Regions from separate parts of the Anas platyrhynchos genome. Here region 1 is linked to region 2. Evidence: chromatin contacts called from public Hi-C data. All regions are on one chromosome and are shown on one strand. Each heading gives the region's core, a stretch centred on a gene start, on an enhancer-like site or on the middle of the called end of the contact. The rest is flanking DNA. Distances are from core to core; before and after follow the strand shown. Region 1 overlaps LOC110352569 (a long non-coding RNA gene). Region 2 overlaps TRPC7 (transient receptor potential cation channel subfamily C member 7).

Region 1 (6,980 bases), core at 4,050-6,549, 170 kb before region 2:
ATCTGACAGCAAAATTCAGCTTTCTTCACAATCTTCTAGTGAGAAGACAAGTTCAGTTCTGTACTTGGTGTCTTGCTGTCAAGTCCTTTAAACCCAGGGAGAGCTGTAATTAGGATTATCAACTACATTACACAGCTCACCATTTACCAGGGTTTGAGGGTATCCACAAAGTGTGTAGAGGGCTAACAGCCTCAGAAGAGAATCTGAGACAACCTGCAGGTGTCTGCCCTGGCTTTTGCCTGACCAAGAGAAGCTGTGGATAAAACTCCTGCACAGAGGGAAGGAGAGATCCTGGGTGAGCTCCCTCATTGACAAACAGGACAATGACATGCATCCCTAGCTGAGATTTGTAGCACTGTTATGAAAAAACACGTGAAACTGGGACCAAGTGGCGACACAGATGGGAAACCCCTAGCTTATTCCTTTGAAACAGCCAGAACATCAGCTAGATTTCAGTTTGTGCCATGATATGTGCGAACAGAATGACTCAGAGCTTAGGACACCAATTTATTTATCATTGACTGGAATTGACTTAACCAGGAGGCAGGACCACTAATATTAATCATTGCAGTAACACAAATTCTACTGAGCAAAGGCTGCCAGTACTCACACTAGCTACGTGGCCAAATGAAATGAAATTCCCCTTGTAGATGGCAGACTTAGGCAAAGACATGAACAGAAAAGTTTGCTTTCAACTTGAAGTTTTAAGGCAGACAACAGTGCCCTCCTCTGGGTTCTTGCTCAATTTCTTCCAGTAAAGCAGGCATTGAAACCTGATGGCTGCAAACGTGTTTTGCTAATTTATCACCTTTCGTATGTTTAAAAAATAATTATGTATGCAGCATAAAGCAACATGTAGGAAACCAAACCTTTCAAAATTGTTACTTTCAACATCAGGAACTGGATATCAGTCAGACTACTGGGAACTGTCCTAAAGACTCCAAATTAAACAAGGATTTTATTAAAAAATTCCAGACATTCACTCTGGTAGCTGCTCTAGTTACCCAGCACTAAATGGTGTACTTAGAGCAAACTCTCCCATACAGCCACTTAAAGATGATCAATTATGCAATGTCTTCATTTAAGTTTATTAATAAGAGACAGAATCTATAGCTAGATCACAAAAATAAACGGATATCTGTGTATTCTTCAGGCTTCTCCAGCTTCTTCATTCTCATTTTACCGTAAGAACTAAATAAAAATCCCCAATAATATAATATGTGGGAAATAATGGGGGGGGGGGGGGGGGGGGGGGGGGGGAAGAGAAGGGGTGCTTGAAAAAATGGGCTTGCAACTCAGACCTCAGTTCTTAAAGTTTTCAAAGCTTAATTAATCACAATAGTGACAGATATCCCTTTCACAAATTGTCAAGAAGCACCATTGATCCTACATGTGTACTCAGCATAATTGAAAGACCTGTAAAATAACAAGTGGATGGTGACAGAGCAGCCGCTAACAGTGAGTAATAAAATCAGAAACAGATAATGTACAGCTATGAAAAGAAAAAAAAACAAACAAACAAACAAACAAAAAAAAAAAAACAAAACCAAAAACAAACTTTGATAGTGGCAACTGAAATTTAGTGAGAAATAATCACAAATTCTGACACCAGTTTTCAAATACAAAACCCTTATAACAACAGTAACAGCATATTGCCCACGGCTACAGACTACCACACAAGAATTGATCTAAGGAAGGGCAGAAGGCTAATAAGAAAGTAAAGCAAGGAAACCTCTGAGGAGGTAAGATTCTGCAAGTTGTAAGAATCGGGGGTGGTTGTTCATTTTTTCCTTCATGGTTTGGAGGTCATGTTGAAATGAAAACAGGATTTTTGCTTCATATGAAAACAAAAACAAAACCAGAACTGCGACATCAAGGACTAGTTACTGATGTGAAATAAAACTCCTTAGTGATGTGTGCCCAGCTATTCTAAGAGACATGGAAACACTGTAGGACAGCGGGAGATCTAACCCACGAAGAACCAGAATAAAGGCATTTTTACTGTACAGTTTCTGATGTTAGAGCTCAAACAGTCTGAACAGACTGCTCTTAGTACAGTTGGCTTGAGCAGCGTCAGGGCTCACAGACACAAAGTCAGTCTCTAGGTGCTGGACAGTGCCAGAAAGGCACAACAAATACCTCCCAGACACCCGTCACTACATAAAAGCTGGGTCAGTTTGGTTATAATTCTGACTTGTTTTTACATGTACTCTCCAGCATTACACGGATCTGTCTGAACGTCCTGCCTCAGACGGAGAGCTAATTGCCTGCTCTTTGCATGGGTACTGGTGGAGACACACTGTGCCTGGGAGCTGAGGAGGGGACAGCCTCGGCTCCTGAGGATGCTGACAAGCAGTTAGCTTGAGGCTCACGTGTTGGCAGAGGCAGCGATCTGTGCTGCTAATCTGTTCAGATCCTTATTTCCTGAAGTTTTGTGGAAAAGCACAGATTACCATTCCCACGGAACAATTGTTCTTTGTCAAGAACAAATCAAGTGGCAAAAACCTATGATCTATTTGCTCACAATACAAGCAAGTGTTATTGCTGGACAAAATTACAGATTATAGAGATTTCATGCAGTTGATTTTGCTTTAGAAGGACAAACACAATCCCTCTTCTGCAAAGGAGGAGAGATCAGGCAGTCCCAGGGTGTACTTTCAACACCCCCGAAGCCCAGCCTTGTCTGAGACAACACTTAAATTCTAAGAAAACTTAGGGAAGAAAACTAAATTCAGTAATGGGACGGTTTTACAGCCATGTATGCTTCTGGGATTTTCAGTGCTGTATAAATACTCAGCTTCCTCTCATAGTCAGAAATCTACGCAAATGCAAATGTATTCAAGGTATTCCCAGCACTGACTGGACCAAAGGAAAAACCAGTTTAGCTTAGGTCTAACCAACAATATTTCCTCTTCTGTGACTGGTGCTTTAATGTAACACAGCACATTCTGTGATTCTGTGATCTCTTTTTCTATAGGTTTTATTGCAAATGTTATCCCCCAAAAGACTTACACTACACATAAACACTCATTTTCCCTATAAAAACTGCATTTTTTTTTCCCCAGCAATTGCTTCTGAATCAGCTACCTGAGTTTTTAAGGAACTAAATAACAATCACCATGTAAATCCTAAACAGACAGGAAACTGGGATTTCTCAGGGCTGTAGAAACAAAACATCAGTCACAGTCAGCAGCTTGTATCCTGGTGAGCACATGCAGTCTCCTGATTAATGCTGGGGAGCCCCTTGTGGGATGAGATACTGGTGACAGACCTGACACATAGCACTACAGCTAGCAAACACAAAAGTTAAGGTGTGCTGATGTTTCTGCAGTAAGCAGCTTTCACATTGCAGGGAGGAGGGGGATTATTTTTAGCTCCAGGTATTACACAGAGACGTTAAATGCTGATGTGAGAGGGGACAGCACATGATTAGCTAAAAGCCAGACACGGGTGTTCTTGCAATGACAGCTATCGTACTATGTGTCATTTGCAAATGGAAACGGGGCTAAAAATATACTGCCGCGAGATAAAAATATATTGTGCAAAAATCACAGGGATAATGGAAATATCCAAAAGAATATGGCAAGACACTGTCGCTTTTCTACAGCAGCACAGAATTACCTTAATCAGATAATAAATAATTATACCCCTAAATAGAGTTCTCCGGCTGGCTTTAACACTCTACAAAAAGGATTCTAGCAGCTGTGGTAGGGCTTCAAGCTTGTAGGAGAGCTAAAGGACATTTCTTAGGAACCAGCTGGTTTTAACCAGACCACATCCTACAGGTTTCTCTATGACCTGTGGCAATGTGTACAAAGAGAGCATAGCCTGGCACAACTGTGTTAAGGCTCACATCTATAGGGTTTGCACTCGCATTGATCCCATGAATAAGAAGAGCTGCTGAGGCAGATGTATCTCAGTACAGGGGTTTTATTAGTGACCACAGGAACCTGAGCCATGTCGTAATGACCATACATCCTCATACATCAGGTAAAGAGACATGGGTATTTAAGAGATTAGGGATTTTATTATTATTATTTCCAAAGGAGAAAAAAAAAAAAAAAAGAAAGATTCAGAGGTACTAAGTTTTACTAAATTTTTATTAACTAGTAAGGACTTATTTCTTGTCATGATTCCTGTGCTTCTAGCCTGTGGGATTTAGCCAGGGGGAGCTGCTTCCAGGCAAATCTCTAAATTCAGGTGCGGTGTCGGCAGGCAGAGAGCACTAGAGGGCACCAGCACTTCGCACAGACAGGAAGGATCAGCAGCACGAATCTCTCCTGATGGCAGGCGAGAGAAATAAATTGCAAAAGGAACAGTGATATAAAAAAATCAAACTCTAGTTTACCTGGCATGAAAGCCTCTTGATTTGCACAGGTCCAACCCACAGCCATTGGCCAGGAACGTGCACTGTATGGGAATGATGGAAGATGGAAAATTCATGAGCCAGTAAAAATAACGGGGGTGTTTAAGTGATGTTTCCCACTGATACTCCCAGGCTGTTTCCGTGTTTTGAGCAGGACAATAATTTATCCAAATTATATGAGGCCTTCAGAACAAACACATGATAGAAAAGAGTAATTGCAGCAGGAGCTGGCATGTCAGTATATATCTAACCACCAAACTAGTCTTCTAGTGCCCGAAGCATGAAACCGCAAGGAATTTGTCACTGCTTACGTCCATTCGGTGCTGGACATAAGAAGCACTGGGAAATTCTGTGCTTCCCTTCCAGATGAGATTCAGTTTACTAATCAAATTCCTAGTTTTACCATATTTAAGTTCCCTGTACTCACCAATATCATGCATGAGGTCTGAGCATTTCCTATTTCCTGAGCAGAGATGAATTTAAAAAGCACAACCACACTGCTGTTCACTATTTCACGTTTAACCATGCTCTGCTTGGACCCATCCCCTGTCTGCATCTGGTTGCAGAGGTCTGGGGAGAATGGCTGTGCCCTTGCTGTGTGCTGGGGGGGCACCTGGGAAGGTCCTCAGGGTGCTCTGACAACAGAAATATGAGAGAAAGCAAAAAGGGCTGTCTTGTACTGACTCAATAACAGGCAGAAGACTAGATGAGCCCTGGAGGAGCTAAGTCATGCACCCAGCTATTAACAGTGTCCTGGTGACTGGGATCTTAAAGCTAGCAGCCTCCTGGGGCACAGCAGTCACTGGGGAAGCAGAACCAGCAGCCTCTGCCCTTCGCTCCTGCAGCAAGGCCCCACGGCACCTGAACAAGACAACACACACAGTGGTCAGACATGGCACTGACAGCCTTGGGGTGACCCTCCCTGGGTCTGATGTCTGCACCTTCAGAGACCTAGCACCATGGACCAGCCCCAACCCTGACATCAGGGCAGGATGCCGTGATGGGATTCCTGCTTCTCTCCAAACACCCAATTCACTCAGTGAGCTTATATATTCTAAAGCACACTAATTACCCCAGGATAAGATGCTGCATAGTTAATTGCCCCTAAGCCACACAAATTTTGCAGCTTTTTTCTGCAGACAAGAACTTCCCACACCCTCCTTTTCTGCCAGGGAGACCAAGGATAAATTCCTTAAAGAGGAGAAATACAGAGCTACTGATCACATTCCAATCATAATGATTGCAAATTATCTTATGGGAAAAAATGTGGAGGCACATTAATTATTTATATCTGAAAATACACACAGGCAAATAGGTCACACATAGATTTCAGTTGATTAAGAATCAATTGATTTAATGAATTCCCATTAATCTGAAAAAAATTGTAATGTTTCAATCAATGAATTGTGGGCAGTTTACACAGAAATTGATACAACTAGATAATGCTGCTATCTGGAAGAAAGGACAGACTTTTACCTAATTGTTTAAATTACTTTGAAGTTTGTGAAAATGAATTGTTAAGAAATTCTGTTATAACCACAACTACTCTGCTTCCCTCTACTCATTCACAATTCAACTTCAGCACTATCCACAATTAATATTCTCCTGAGTGAGATGATTTTTAATAACGCATTAAATAATTCCTTGGGGTTTCTTGAAAATTCATGGCATATACAATGGTTTTCTTCCGTGCTCATTTACACAAAGCCGCATGTTGATTACCCAGGCAGTGCCTGACCAGCACCCTTTACATCTTTACAAGGGAAAATCTTACACTTAATGACCAACAATCACATTTTGATCTTAATTGCAGTGGTCAGTGCATATAACCGAGACTGAATGAAATCAAGATGGCCCTTACAAGTGCTGGATACGTGTTTGGCAGGTTAATTCCTTGTCACAAATAAGATATCCAGCTAAAATTTCCCCTATTTACCTTTATGAAGGAATTAGGTGAGATGTGAAAATCACGTATGTGCACCAACTGCCCCTGAGACGCAGCTACCCTGTCATCTGACCTCACCTTCATACAGGAAATCCTTGTGGTTATGTAACAATTTCTGTATAGGTAGAAACAACAATAAAAAACTTTAAATACCTATCAAAGTAGTACAGTTAGAAAAAAATCCTATGAATATATGGAGAGCATTGACAACAATTTTATTTTCCACAACTATTCTCAAGTCTAAAGTTTCAACTGGTTTCTGACCCTGGATAAGTCGGTTCCTGGCAGAGTATCCCTGAATCACTTTTTGTTTAATCTTGGCATTTTTGACACACATTGATAGTGCTAGACAGTGACTCCTTCAATTTTTGGACAGGATTGTTATTCCCATCTCAGGCTTAGATAGGGCAGTGACAAAAATATGAGATACTTTGGCTAATCGTTACCTCTTCCAACGAATATGGAAATGCTGGTCTCACAATTATTAGACATCAAACCTAATTTCCTTTTCTCTCTCCCCCCCCCCCCTTTTTTTTTGTTTTTGTTTTTCTCCTCTCCCAGGAGTAGGCTATATTGCAGTATGTCTTCTCTAAACTGCACAGTAACAAAATATGCTCTGTGATTTTCCATGTAAGACTTCCTATTTGGTAAATAAAGCCATTTCAGCTT
Region 2 (6,733 bases), core at 2,903-5,402:
CTCATTTGAGAGCTATCTAAAGTTTCTCTTCTAGCTGCGTGGGGAAGTCAGATCCAGACTTTGGCTGGGAAACTCGTACCACAGCCTCCAGTCCTGGCAGATAGCTCAAGGCCTGAGCTTGGGGAGATGGGTAGTTCAGAAATGTTTATTTCTGGAAATCAAAATAACAGATCAGGAAAACATTCTGTGAGATGATCAGGAAATTTTCAGTTTCTCTGTTTCTCTATTAATAGTGCAGGGCAGCAACCTCCCTCCTGTGTGCTGGCCATCCTGCAACTTACTGCAGTGCCGCCATGGGAGGGTTCAGAGGTGGGAACATCCCAGTGATCTGCTGTATCTGCAGGAATGTCCCCTGTGCCCAGAGGAAAGCCTCCTCCCTTGCACCAGCAGAACACCGCAGCAGGCAGCTTTACATGCACACGAAATCACTGTGACTGCCCTGGGGACGCAGTGGGGACTTCCCTTCCCATATGCCAACCTGTGAGGGAGGAGGAAAGCTGGGTGTGATGTTTTCCCCTTGCTATGATCTGCCTTCAAGGCAACCGTGCCACACTGGAAATACCTGAGCTGCAGAGCAGGCAGCAGCTGGCATTTGATGTGTCATTTCTCTAACGTGTCACACAGCGAGCTGGGGGCTTAGCTTGTAGCTCCTCTAGGAGAAATGACCTTTTCAGCATAATTTCTCCTGCAAGTGGCTGTTTCCTTCCAAATGCTCAGGAGCCAGTTTTACCGCCCTGCTCTTTTGTGCAACATGTACTTTGTACCCTAATGTTTAAATTTTCTGATTGAGCCAAATATGCCTTCCGAACCTTTCTTGTAACCTCAGGATACATTTTAATGGAAGGATTTATGAGGCTAGACGCAATTACATTTATCTGTGCTTGGTAGTAAGGTAGAAGAAAATTGAGTGTGTGGGATGTGACTTGCTGCTTATTTGAAAAGGAGATGTCCTTGAAGCACGAGAGGTAATGAGAAGTTGAGTCGATACCATCCCTGGTTGCCTCAGTTATAGTCCTCAGTACAAGTCTCAGGCACATTACAGGAGCACAGCATTAACAAATACCAGTCTCCAGTGCAATGGTGGTAACTGTCCGATTAACACATGTGACCCAAGTGGGTCTTCCAGGAATTACCGTCTATTGATAGAAATAATGAGTAAACATTGACCAAAATGAGGACTGCTCACTGGACTAGAGATGTCTTAAATGCCAAGGGATGTCTGGGCTGGGGAGAGTCTTGTCAAAAGGTAGTGCTCTTCTTCATTAACTTCAGCCTTGTGATTACCTATCCTACCCTGGAGGGACTTCATTTTGTTATGAAGCAAATTTTCCATAAACATGAATTTTCCTTTTAAGAATTTGGGAAAGATTTAAAATAGACTTACTGGCTTCTGGTTACTTAAGCACACGGGAGTGTCAAATGATAATGAGTGAAAATGAGATTCTTCATCGTATGAAACAAAGACTGTCAATTAACATTCATCCTAAAAATCCTTCTCAGATATCTCATTCAAGAAACCAGAATCCTTGAGACGTACAGTCCCAAACAATTTTAGTAAGCTATTAACAACATTTTGTTGGCAGACAGGCAGCTACCAATTCCAGCAACATTTCCTCCTCTGTTTATCCTGAGCTGCCTGTGGGCTTTGCAGAATGCTGTGGTCTCCTTCTGCCATTAACTTGTTTGTGAAAAGAAGGAAGATTTCACTATTAGAGTAGAATAAATAACTCAAATATTGTCAAAATTCACTGAGGCATAGAGTAATGTGTACTTTGCTGTACTCGCAACAACTCTGTGGCTTCAGTGACTTCACTGAATACATTTCTTGGCAGACATGGTGAGAATTCTTATGAGGATAGGTGAAATTTTACAGAAAGCAAGTTTTGTACTAAAAAATTTGTCTATTTTAATATGGGTCCTGAATCAGATATCACTTGCCTAACCGGGACAGAAGAAGGCCCTCTGGATTTGCTCATTAATTAGATTGTGGCCGGTTCCACAGTGAGCAGACAAAGAGCTACTCACTGAAATAACTTTGCATTGAACATTTGAGAAAACCATGGCTTACCAGGACAGTAAGAAGGCAGAAAAAAAAAAAGTGTGTCTAGATATCACTGAGAGGGAATTGCTTTCTTAGTTCTAATAATAATAATCCGTGAATGTTTGGTGTAACTTACCATGCTGTTGCACTTTCAAAATCATGTGCTGAGTTTTGCTTTTGATGCCTTCTACAGGGCAGTCACGTAGCACCCCAGTGGCCTCTGAACTATGTTATCATGCACTTTCTGTCATTTCTAAGATCTTAATGTTCTTGACACAAAGGAAATAAAAACGTGGTGTACTTTACTTCACACTGTTAAATACAGAGATTATTTAGCTAACCATAGTATACTTTGAAAAATTTTTGAAGTTCTTCATTGCTGAAAAGTAGACAATTTTCATGACTCTTGCAGCCGACCCTAGTGATGTTTATCTGTTTATTGTATGCTGTGTACAGAACACAGCTCTCAAAACAGCCTGTAATTAAGAACATGCTATGCAAACAAAATTGAAATGGAGGCAAGACTGATTGTGTTCATCTTGCTTTCTGCATCACAAATCAGGCTGAAGGCTACAGCACAAGGTTTTCTGTCTGCTTCTCCCTGAAGGGAAGTGTGACTCACTGTTCAGTGCCAATGTTACTTAGAAGCTTGAAGGCTTTTTTCTTCTCACTCTTCTTTGTCAAAATGTGATATTTTTTGCAGATTGTATTACCTCCATTGCTTTTCTGGCAGTGTTAAAGCTTTACCAATCAATTTAAGGAATAACTTAATCTAAAAGGATGCTTTAAGCTTTCTTAAAGAGGAGGACACAAGAGTGACGTGAAATTATGGCCTTGCTGCTATCTTTTTCGATGAACAGCACACTGCTGTTTACAGAAGCAAGGAAAACTTGCAACTAGGTGATCACCTCTGGTCTGTATTCTTCCTCTACGCAAAATCTGTGTTTAATTTCCACAGGGCTATGTCTATTGAAACAAAAATCCCTTTGCTCTTTCCTCACTGCCATAGTTGGCCCTGACCACAGTAGTGAGAGCACAGCATACCCAGCTCAGCAGGGAGCATCAGTCAATCTGCCACTGCCAGCTCCTCCTGCTGTCAGGAGCTGTCGGCCTGGGCAGGACTCCTGACCTCCTTTGTTCCTTCATTTGTCTGCTTCTAGGAAGGATAACCCCTCCCGATGTTGCAGGAGGGGGGTAAATTGCTTAGTTGGCAATGATGAGACACATCAACATCTTGGAAACTTCAGGAACTTGGCTCCAAACATCCTTGTCTCGTGTTTCAGTGAGACATTCTCAAAAAGGAGAAGAAAAAAAAAATTGTTCCCTGTAACCTCTGCCAAACCTCCTGCAATTTGACAGTAGATTAAAAGGGAGAGAGAAAGCCACCCAGCCTTTTCAGAGGGTAGGGACGAACTAGTACAAGGTCTCCTTAGAAATATTTTTCCCCACGAGTGGGAGAGCTGTGTCTGTCTGTAGGCATTGCTGAGCAGTTTTGGGGTGCTGCAGGACAGGTTCACCTCTCACAGCACCTCCCCCTGCTGTGGGCGCTGTTCCCACACATGGCACTGGGAATAAGGACTGTGGACATTTGCAGAGGAGCATGGTGGCTGTGCTGGAGCCGATGCTTGCCTGGGGCAGTCAGGGCCACATACAGGCAGTAATTAACTTTTCAAGGAGAACCTGGCACCACTCCAGAGCAAAGGTTAATGCCTGAGCTGCAGAGAAGGAGCAGAGATGGCGTGTTGTATTAAAAATCCACCGGCAGGGTGGAAAACTAAGGGAACTTTTCCAAATTAAAAAAGGAAGGTTAATAGCAGGGTGCAGCTGGGATCAAGGCTACTGGTTATGTTTTTTTATTAGTTTGATAAGTGACTTGGATGATAGGTTTCAAAGCCAAAGGTTTTTGGTGTTGTACGCATTCTTTATCTAAAAATACAACATTTAATATAATAAGTGCAAACCAGATTGCTACTATAAAAGTGAAGGGTCTCTAACATAATAATGTGAGCTGCCCTTTCCTGCACTTGAGGGCAGGAGACAAATATATCTCTGCACAGTGTCCCAGCCTTATGAAAGCAGCAAGGAGTGAACACAACAGCACACTCTGAGTAACGTGGAGACTGAATAGAAAGCCACATTTTTAAATGATGTTGTGCAACATCTCTCTGACACATTGCTCAGGGTTATCCCCACATGTAAATGCAGTTATACTGGCGGAGAATGGTACCTAATTATTTACTGCAGTCTTACTAATGCTACATGCAAATGGAAGTGGGAATGCCATGAGTTGTGATGAGACATAAGTACTAGTCTGCTGTGGCAGAAAGGAATTGCCCAGTGCTCTGCACCAGCCTTTCAAAGGGTTGAAATTAATTTGTTTTGCTTGCATGTATAGTGTAATTGATACTGGAGTAGATGTAAAGCTTATTGTTGCCTTAGGACATGTTGTAGTTTGTGTCTATAATCTGTTTTTATAAACATGTAGCAAAATTAAGCTGCCATCCTTATATTAATAATAATAATTTAAAAGAAATCAAAATCATTTGTTAATGGCATTGTTTTCTCAGAAGACATTACCTCCTGGGAGGCCAGGGCAGAGCGGAGGTAATTGCTTGTTAATATTCTAAGGATTATTCAATAAAGGCATATTTGCTTCTAACTTAAACTAAGCAAAGAGCTTCCAAAATGTACCAGTTTCCCTCATTCCTTCATTTCTAGTTATGGCTGCTCCCCTTCTGCCTGTTATAGCTTTGGCTCCCTCCAGGTCTCCTTTTGGCCTGTAAGTTCAGCTGCAGACTTCCCATCTCTTTGTCATCCCTTCCTTTTTTCCCATCCTTCAGCTTTTTATTTTCATCTAGTTCCTACTTTCAAGCAAGGGTAACAATAAAATTAAAGTGCCTCTCTGTAACATCTTTTACTACTCCTTAATTTCAAATTCTTTAGGAACTTAAATTTTTTACTACACATCTTTGGGCATCTGATTTGTTTACAACCTCAATGCAGGAAGAGAAGAAAATCAGACCAGGGGATGACTTTACTTGCATAGTGTGCTGGTTATGTTAATGCCACAAAACAGAACTTTTCACTGACTCCTTCTGTGTAAAAGGTCTCTTTTGCCCTGGAAATTGTATATGAGGCAGTCAACATAGATTCCTTCTCCCCTTTCCTAGATAATCGCTGTCTATCTTCTCTGGATGAGAAATGAGTGACTGAGCAGAAGTACTGGGCCCTACACAAAATGTTTCAAACAGCAAGTGGCCCATGGAGAAGGAGTCCTTAATAGGGACTCAAAGGCCAAATGACAAGTAACACATCTGAGAAGAACAGATGGAGCAAACAAAGGGGCACTGTCACTTCAGAGTATTTATTAGAAATCATATTTCTTTATCAGATCAGGAAATATGATCTGGCGTGTCCCTGGGTGATAGATAGTGGCTTGTAATAACTGTGACAAGGAATCATATTTATATTGCTGGATTACCCCTTTTACTATTAGGGTTTGGCCAGTCCAACCTGGTGCCGACTCTATAGAGTGATCATTTGCTTTATTTTTTAGGGTAGAAGAAAGTTTTAAAACCTTATTCTGGTCAATATTTGGCTTATCTGAAGTGATATCTGTGGTGCTGAAGTATGATCATAAATTCATTGAGAATATTGGATACGTACTCTATGGAGTATATAACGTGACCATGGTGGTGGTGCTGCTTAATATGCTAATAGCCATGATCAACAACTCCTATCAGGAAATTGAGGTAAGATAAGAAACTGCACTACAAACTCAGTGTACATAATTATTATTGACAATGAAAATGTGAAAAGAACAAGGAAGCTGCAGTTTATTCCGTATGCATGATTAGAGGGTTGTTGAAACACAAATCCTACACTGTGCAAGAGTCAAGGCTGAGTCTGACCCCAAATTAGGGCTGAATTAATAATTAACAATGAATCATTCGTATAACAACTTCAACTTCCTTGTTTTTAATGACCATCTGTGAGCAAACCCAATTTCCATTACATGTATTTAATGAAAGCAGTTTGCAGTATTTTTTACTCCCTGTGTTAATTATGATAATTTATCCACGTGTATTACCTTAGCTGTGCTGTTTGCTTAAGAAAGACCAAAGAATATCTCATGTTTGCCTTTTTTGTTGTTGTTTGTCAGTTTATTTTCTGTCTGCTCTGTAATGGTTAAACACAATAGCCCACCTAGGTCTGAAACTCATGGATGCATATATAAAATTATGTATTTTTCAAATACCTGGCACACAATCTTTATATATATGTAGGTGGAGGAGGAGTCCCTGGACCTACAAAACTTAATGGCATGAGCAAAAGGCAACATTGAAAGGATATGAATACAACCCTTAAGGAAGGTGTTTGCAGGTTTTACCCAGCTTTGTTCAGTAGTATTAATATTAGCAGGCTGGATTTGTTAAATGCTTTGGACATAAACAAATCCCTGCTCATGTAAATAGTGACAGATAAAAAAGATTAATATTTGGACAATGTTTATGCCGATTCACCTCTTTTGATGTGAATTTGTTAAATGTCAAGTTTCTGTAGTTGACTTTGTATTAATTATTTGTTCTAATCTTCCCTCAGAACCTAACACTGGAAAAGGCCGGAGTAAAAAACCTTTTCTCACTGTAATGTCTAATTCTTCCATGTACTGTAGTGCAAATATAGCTCTAT

Evidence for each region. Hi-C and Micro-C count contacts between places; a contact is called where the count stands out from the background.
Region 1: a Hi-C map of F1 follicle shows a contact between it and region 2, with 2.8 times the contacts expected there. The contact joins two enhancer-like sites. A contact is called at or near these places in 2 of 8 Hi-C or Micro-C datasets (F1 follicle and F5 follicle).

What each region holds. Positions count from the first base shown.
Region 1 is chr14:3,988,225-3,995,204 of IASCAAS_PekinDuck_T2T, reverse strand. It overlaps LOC110352569 (a long non-coding RNA gene), which reads right to left. Exons shown (of 4, transcript XR_005269365.2): 2 at 4,349-4,410. Among named protein-coding and RNA genes, the nearest start is that of SPOCK1, 43 kb to the left of the region's middle. Within about 2 kb of position 5,299, at least 1 of the 8 cell types and tissues checked has an H3K27ac peak or open chromatin away from gene starts, as enhancers often do. A contact at or near this core is called in F1 follicle, where this site is marked.
Region 2 is chr14:3,820,695-3,827,427 of IASCAAS_PekinDuck_T2T, reverse strand. It overlaps TRPC7 (transient receptor potential cation channel subfamily C member 7), which reads left to right. Exons shown (of 13, transcript XM_072023342.1): 8 at 5,598-5,793. Among named protein-coding and RNA genes, the nearest start is that of TRPC7, 56 kb to the left of the region's middle. Within about 2 kb of position 4,152, at least 5 of the 8 cell types and tissues checked have an H3K27ac peak or open chromatin away from gene starts, as enhancers often do. A contact at or near this core is called in F1 follicle, where this site is marked.